2 separate regions of the Ovis aries genome follow, and region 1 is linked to region 2. A link is a contact called in public Hi-C data. All regions are on one chromosome and are shown on one strand. Each heading gives the region's core, a stretch centred on a gene start, on an enhancer-like site or on the middle of the called end of the contact. The rest is flanking DNA. Distances are from core to core; before and after follow the strand shown. Region 1 overlaps OTOG (otogelin). Region 2 holds the start of MYOD1 (myogenic differentiation 1).

Region 1 (3,761 bases), core at 117-2,616, 100 kb after region 2:
ATCTGGAAAGGCACCCAAACCCAGGGCCCCGAGACTGAGCGACATCAGGCACCAACTCCTGACCAGGTACCCGAGCACAGAGGCCATCCCAGCTCAGCCCATGCCCACCCTGCCCCAGAGAAGAGATGAATGGACTCATGGAAAAAAACTGAAGACTGAAAAGAAATTTTAAAATAAAATGAAAAGCCAACCTAAGGAGACACTGTATTCTTGAGAGTTGAGGTCAGTGTCTGGGGGATCCTTGGGTTGGGACCCTGGGACCTTGGTTTTGTGGGGGCTGAAGTCTCAGCAGGGTGAGACTATGGAGCAGGCAGTTGGGGCTGGACTTTGAGAAGTGGCCAAAGAGGCTGGGACCCCTGACCTTTCCGTGAGGCTGCCCTGTCACCCTGCTCCTCTGAGACCCTGCTGGCCAGAATTGCCCCCTCTGACCTTGGTGGCTAATGATAACAACAGCCAACTCTTAACAGCAAGCACTACCCTCAACATTTCACAGGTATTTACTCACTCATCCTCACAGGTAGCACTATTTTAAAGATGAGGAAACAGCACAGAAGATGCTGGGAATATTAAACTTTCCCAGAAGTGATTTCCTCCAAAAAGGCCTTGTAGCCAGTGCCTTGACAAATGAAGGATCTTCAGGGAAAGTCTGGAGACCATGGGGGGTTTCGAGGTAGTATATTAGTCACTCAGTTGTGTCCAACTCTTTGAGACTCCATGGACTGTAGCCCAACAGACTCCTCTGTCCATGGGATTCTTCAAGCAAGAATACTGGAGTGGGTTGCCATTCCCTTCTCCAGGGGATCTTCCTGACCCAGGGATCGAACCCAGGTCTCCTGCACTGCAGGCAGATTCTTCACTGTCTGAGCCACAAGACCCCAGACCACACTGGCACAAGTGACCAGTCTCTGAAACCGTGGCCTGAGCTGGGACGTGTGGGCAAGCTCCCCAGGCTGCAGGGAACAGCCCCATCCTGACTCCCCAGTCCCCAACACTGCTGCTGACTGTAAAGAAGCCTGCTTTTCTAAGATCCCTGAGACCAGAACTAGGAATTTACATCTGAGGAGCACCTTCTGTGAGCCAGGCCCAGAGCAAAGCCCAGGAGACAGTCAATCCTCACAACAGCCTTCTGAGGCAAATGTCCCCACTGTACAGGTGAAGAAACAGGGAGAGGGGTTCCGGGGCTCTTCCAAGTGCCAAGGACCGGGGTCAGGATTCAAACCCAAGGCTGTCTGGTGTCATAGCCTGGGCTTTTTTCACTCTGCCCTGGTGACTTCCAGCAAGGGACACAGTCCAGGCATCATAGCCAGTGATGAATCCATGCTGGGTGGGGTCCCTAGTGGACTTGACAGGTGACCGCTGAGTACAAGAATGAGCTGGCCCTGCCCTGGGCTGGGAGGGGCAGGGGATGGTAAAGGAAAGGCTGACTGGGGACACTTTTACATGCGTGTGCATGGAAACGCATCAATTCATACAGCACTGGCGCCCACACAAGCACAAACATGCATGTCCACATACAAGACAGGCCAGCCTGGAGTGGTAAGGACACTATAATCACTGTCGCCATGGTGTAGGCAGAGAACAACTACCCTGGGGGCAGACCCACCTGGCAGGGGTATGGCAAAGCCTTGGAAGCCATTGGTCTCGGCTAGAAAGGGCACGAAGCTGCCCCATTACCATCCAGGGTCCGGGGCCTCTCAGCGGGATGAGGGGTCTGCGGGCTCCTTGTCTGTGCCCCAGTGGGCAGTCTTTGAGCTCACAGGGCAGGCATGTGCCCCCATCAGCAGGAAACCTGAGCCAGCAGGCTACGCAAGCTGTGGCCAGGATGATCACTTTCCTCCTCGCTTCCACAAAGGCCGCCCTATTTTTAGACCATGTAAATGGCCTGTGGGAGTAGGCAGACCCAGGAGGCTGGCTGGGCACCAAGCTGCACTGCCCAAGGCTCCCTGGGCCACCAACACAGAGGCCAGGCCCCCTCCCATCTCAGAGGTGGCACCCTGTGGCCTCCCTGCAACAGGAGAGTGAGGGTCTTGTCTCTCAGGGGCAATGGGAAGGGTGAGGTGGGGAGAGGGCAGGGAGGGTGAGGCAGGGTAGACACCTACCCAGAAGGCGGAATAGCATGCCCCGGCGGAAGGCCTCCGTGTGCTCGTACGGCCGCAGGGCCAGCACTGGGCCCGACACGCAAAGGAAGGCCCCGGGCTCTGCCAGGGACTCCAGGGCCACCAGGCCTGCCTGCCACGTCCCCTGGTGCAGCGAGAAGGAGGCATGGTGGCGGAAGGCATCGCCGGCCTGCCACTTAGCCAGTTCCAGAGATCCATTGGCTGTGACGTGGAGGAAGAAGTTAGGTCTGTCTGCTGCCTCCAGGGACACCACATCTGGGTCTGCAAAGAGCCACGGGGTGGGGGTTAAAGTTGGCCGAGAGGGATCCAGATGGGCGGGGGTGGGGCAGACACCCAGGCACCGTCTGCAGTCTCAGCGACCCAGGACTGGGCCCTGCTCCTCCAAGCCTGAGCCACCTCCCCTCGGCCCACCCGTGGCCACCCCTCCGCACACACCACCTCTGCCTGGGGGCTGGCAATGGGGGGAGTTACAGTCCCAACTGCAGAGCCTTGTGCAAGTAACCGAACCACCCCCTCCCTCCCTTTCTTCCCTTCCCCCTTTCCCTTCTTCCGCCCTCTTTCCCTCCCCCACTTTCCCCTTCCCCCTTCCCTCCTGCAAGCATCTCTGAGGCCCCTCCGTGTGCCAGGTGCTATTCTAGATGCTGAGAAAACGACGGGGAGCAGGACAGAAAGAAATGGCCGTCCCGGCGGAGTTCTGTTCCCTGGGGCGTACTGGACAAGCTGGGCTTTGCTGATTTGTCAGGCTTCAGTCTCCGTGATCCTGCCCCTCACAGAAACCCAGAGGGCCAGAGCTGGGGGACCTGGGGACTTGACTCCAACTCATGGAGGGGAAACTGCTCCAGACCTGGGCCCCTCTGTCCTCCCTCCTGTCTCCACAAAGGCCTATTTCTAGTGAGTGCATTGTTGCTGGGTGGATCCTCCCCCCACCCACAAACATGTGCGTGCGCGCACACACACACACACACACACACACACACACACACACACACACACACAGGGCCCTGCAGGGTCAGGACCCAAATCCACAAGCAGGTGTCCGGAGTCCCTGCCCGCCACGGCTGGCATGTTGTGGGCAAGTGAATTAACGCCTCCAGGTTGTGAAGGATGAACAATGTGGGAAAGCCCAGCACCCGACCTTGTGCGTCTCCCCCATCACCACCTCTCCCCTCGTGGCCCCAGGAGTTCCTGTTAGACCTCCCTGGGCAGCTGTGAGAAGACCTGAGATAACTTGAGGAAGAATTCATTATTAATGTCAACAACAACTGCAACTGATCAAGGACTTACTCCATGCCAGGCGCAATGCTAAGCAAGTAAGCCCTCTGCTTGCTGCTTGTATTAAATTCCAAGACAGCCCTGTGAGGTAGTGAATTCACTCATTCAGCAGCTAATATTACTGAGGGCCCATCATGTGCCAGCCGCTGTTCTAGGCACTGGGGACACAAAAGAGAACAAAAGGACAAAACCCCTGTCCTCATGGAGCTGACATTCAAGTGGCGGCTATGGAGGGGCATGGGGAGTAAACTTAGAGAAGAAGCAAATTCTGTATAATAGCTTAGACGGTGATGACACTGTTATTCCCATTTTACAGATGAGAGAAGCGAGGCCTAGAGTCACACTGATGTGGACGAGGGAGGCAGGATTGGA
Region 2 (3,569 bases), core at 455-2,954:
CTTCAGGATGAAAAAGGAGGGAACTACATGCTTAGTATTTCATTCCCGGTACCATCTCCCAGGATGGGGGCAAGGAGGTCTTAGATAAAGAGAAGCCAGAGTAGCTCAAAAGGGATGGGGAAGGAGGCGCGATTACGCACCATTGGGCGCCTCGCTGTAGTAAGCGCGGTCGTAGCAGTTCCGTCGCCGGGCACCACTCGGGGGGCCGCTGTAGTCCATCTGCAAATGGAAAGGAAGACCGAGTCAGGCCTGGGAACTGCGCAGGGCAGGAGCTCCATTCCCTGCAGCCGCCCCCTCCCCGACTCCCCAACTCCCCAAATCTCAGCAACGAGAGTTCCGGGCCCGGATCTGACTGGGTTCGGGAGCAAGGGTGGGCAGGAGCTGTCTGCAGCATGCCGGGCCAAACAGAGGGCAGACAGTCACCCAGGAGCACAAATCTGCATTTCGGCAACAGGGATTAGAGGAGAAAAAGCAGATTTTCGTGTCGGCGCAGCAGTGTTCTAACAGTGCCCCCAATCGGGTGGATCGTATTCTTCCTGTGCGTCCCCAAAGCCCTAGGCCATCCCAGTGACAGCTGCTTGGGGTGGCAGTGGACTCCACCAGGGGTCCACTCCCTGGAAGGTTCCCCGCCCAACCCTCCCTACCAGATGGCCAGCTCCTTGCCCTCTCGTAAACACATTCCTGATATACCAAGAGCTGCCCGCACTTCTCTAGCCCAGGGTCCTGGCCTTACCATGCCGTCGGAACAGTTGGAGCGCGGACTGGAAGCGTCCGAGTCGCCGCTGTAGTGTTCGCCGCTGCGGCCGGGGGGCAACGGGCCAGGCGCGTAAAAGGCAGCGGCAGCGCCGGGAGGCGCGGCGTCCTGGTCGCGAAGCAGCGCCTGCAGGCCTTCGATATAGCGGATTGCGTTGCGCAGGATCTCCACCTTGGGCAGCCGCTGGTTTGGGTTGCTAGACGTGCAGCGTTTGAGCGTCTCGAAGGCCTCGTTGACTTTGCTCAAGCGGCGCCGCTCGCGCATGGTAGCAGCCTTGCGGCGGTCGGCGTTAGTCGTCTTGCGTTTGCACGCCTTGCAGGCCCACAGTAAACAGCGGCCCGCCTGGTGGTGCCCGCTGGGCGCGCGCACATGTTCGTCCTCGCGCGCGCCCGGGGCCGGGTGCGCCGCTGCAGGGAAGTGCGAGTGTTCCTCCGGCTTCAGGAGCGCGCCCACGTGCACGAGGCGCGGATCCAGGTCCTCGAAGAAGCGCAGATCCGGGGAGTCGAAACACGGGTCATCATAGAAGTCATCCGCTGTTGCAAAGTTGCAGAGAGAGCCGTCGGGGCCCGTCAAGTCTACGTCGCGGAGCGGCGGCGACAGCAGCTCCATATCCCGGCGTGGGGCGGCGCGGTCCTGGCTTTGCCCAGCCTCAGCGGCAGCGGCAGGGGTTGCCAGAAACTTACTGCGGTTCTGGAGCCCCGGCAATGAGAGAGCAAAGCACTGAGGGTCTGAATGTATAACCAGCTGTTCCTCACCCTCCCCGGTCCTGTCCCGCCTGAGGGACGGACGGCGAGGAGAGCCGCGGCAGCGCCCTGAGGCCTCCCCACCCCTACCTTCACACCAGGCTCCCAGGGCTATTTATCCCGTAGTAGCCTAAGGGCCCCCGAGCCCCAGCTAGCGGCTAGGGGCGGGGGCGCCCGAGGCCAATAGGAACAGAGCAGGGAGGAGCTTGGGATCCCCAGGGTGGCAGCTGGGGCCAGAGACTGGCCAGCCCCCTACCCCTTGACACCCGCGCGCGAGCGCTCGGGCCCCTCCCCAGGCGGGGAGGAAGGCAGAGGCTGGCAGCCCAACGCAACTGCACTTGGCTCCCGGGCACACTCTTTCCAAATTTCTCCAGCCCTGGACTCCTCGTGTTTCCGCGGGAAACGCTGGCAACGCGCGCTTACCTTTGGGCTGACTTTGGGGTCCCCTTGGTCCACTGATTTGTGGGGACCCAGGAGCAGGATAGGGGTAGAAATCAGATCGGGAGAGATTTGGAAAGAGACACACTGCGATAAGGCAGAGGTACACTCAAAGCTAAGTTAGTGAGACGGTGAGGGGGTAAACCCAAGAGGCATTGAGAGACATTAAGAGAGCAGAAAGCTAGAGTCAGAGGCAGGAAGATGAGCAACGAGAAATGAGACTCAGTCCAAGTGGGGGAACCTGAGACTGAACGTTGCCGTCGTACCACTTGGCCAGCTCCTGCCAAGGGAATCACTCAGAGGGTCGCGGGCCCATTTTCTCTGCTCGCTTGGAAACCCAGCCGCATCTACACAGGAGTCGATGATCGCTGCCAAAGCTTCGTGCCAATCTCTCCAAACTCAGGGCCTGTCCCAGTCTGAAGGGAAGGAGACAAACTTCTGCCCAATTCAACCTGCGCGTTTCCGCAGGGAGATGTCCAGTGCGGGTCTCAGCCGCGATGTCTCTTCTGCTGGGGAAAAAAGGGAAAGTTCATTGCACAAAGGCTTAGAACGCCGAGACCACCTGAGAACCTGACTTCAGGGTGGAGTCTTTGAGAGCGGAGTTTGCAGACCAATGAGCAGAACCCCACAGTTCCCTGTGTGATTTTGTGGAAGTCACATCTCCTTCTGAACCTCAGTTTCCCCACTTTGTAAATCTGAGGATATTAATAGCGATCTCTCAGAGTGATTGCAGGGTTGAGGGGGGGGGGGGCGGTGAGAATCTAAAGAGAGCGAAGATGTGGAAGCCCTCAGTCCGAGGTGCAAGGATATACTAACAAGAGGGCTTGCTTCTGTCGTTGACACCAGCTGGACAGCTGGAAGTTGTGCTTCTTATAGCCCTCTCCGCTGTCAGCTGGGGCACTGAGCTCCTATGGAGGCCAAGGTAGTCTTAGGGCTAGGCTCCTGTGAAGGTCTCAGGGCATTTCTCCCCAGCCAGGACCACGGACTGCTACTGCTGCTGCTAAGTTGCTTCAGTCGTGTCTGACTCTGTGCGACCCCAGAGACGACAGCCCACCAGGCTCCCCCGTCCCTGGGATTCTCCAGGCAAGAACACTGGAGTGGGTTGCCATTTCCTTCTCCAATGTATGAAAGTGAAAAGTGAAAGTGAAGTCGCTCAGTCGTGCCAACTCTTAGCGACCCCATGGATTGCAGCCCACCAGGCTCCTCTGTCCATGGGATTTTCCAGGCAAGAGTATTGGAGTGGGGTGCCATTGCCTTCTTGGCAGGACCACGGGAGAGACTAGTAATAGAAGGAAGAGGCAGCCTGGAACTCTGGAACTCTGGCTCTCTCACAAGCTCTGGGGTGGGCTCCCTCTCCAGTCCTGTAGGGTGGCTCAGCCTCTTCCTGGAACTTCAGTCCACACCTTCCTCTCCACACCTGGGCTAGAGATCTCTTGGACCAGACACCTCTACTGGGTCTCTCCCCCTGGAGCCCAAAGATATAAGCAAGAGTGATCCTTGTTCCTTTCCCACTAACTTCTGGAAGCTGTCCACTGTCCCTCTGTGCTCTGAGAATTTAGTCCTTCTCTTCTCTTCTCGAGCCCTATCTTCTTTACTTCTCTGCCACTTCTACACCTCTGGCACTAGTAGTGCCG

The links. Hi-C and Micro-C count contacts between places; a contact is called where the count stands out from the background.
Region 1: a Hi-C map of muscle shows a contact between it and region 2, with 5 times the contacts expected there. The contact joins the enhancer-like site here to the promoter of MYOD1 in region 2. A contact is called at or near these places in 3 of 16 Hi-C or Micro-C datasets (hypothalamus, muscle and tail adipose tissue).

Annotation. Positions count from the first base shown.
Region 1 is chr15:34,659,850-34,663,610 of ARS-UI_Ramb_v3.0, forward strand. OTOG (otogelin) reads right to left here. Exons shown (of 56, transcript XM_027979353.3): 33 at 2,100-2,378; 34 at 1-2. Among named protein-coding and RNA genes, the nearest start is that of OTOG, 50 kb to the right of the region's middle. Within about 2 kb of position 1,367, at least 1 of the 54 cell types and tissues checked has an H3K27ac peak or open chromatin away from gene starts, as enhancers often do. A contact at or near this core is called in muscle, where this site is marked.
Region 2 is chr15:34,554,535-34,558,103 of ARS-UI_Ramb_v3.0, forward strand. MYOD1 (myogenic differentiation 1) reads right to left here and starts at 1,705. Exons shown (of 3, transcript NM_001009390.1): 1 at 734-1,705; 2 at 141-219. The coding sequence starts at 1,363.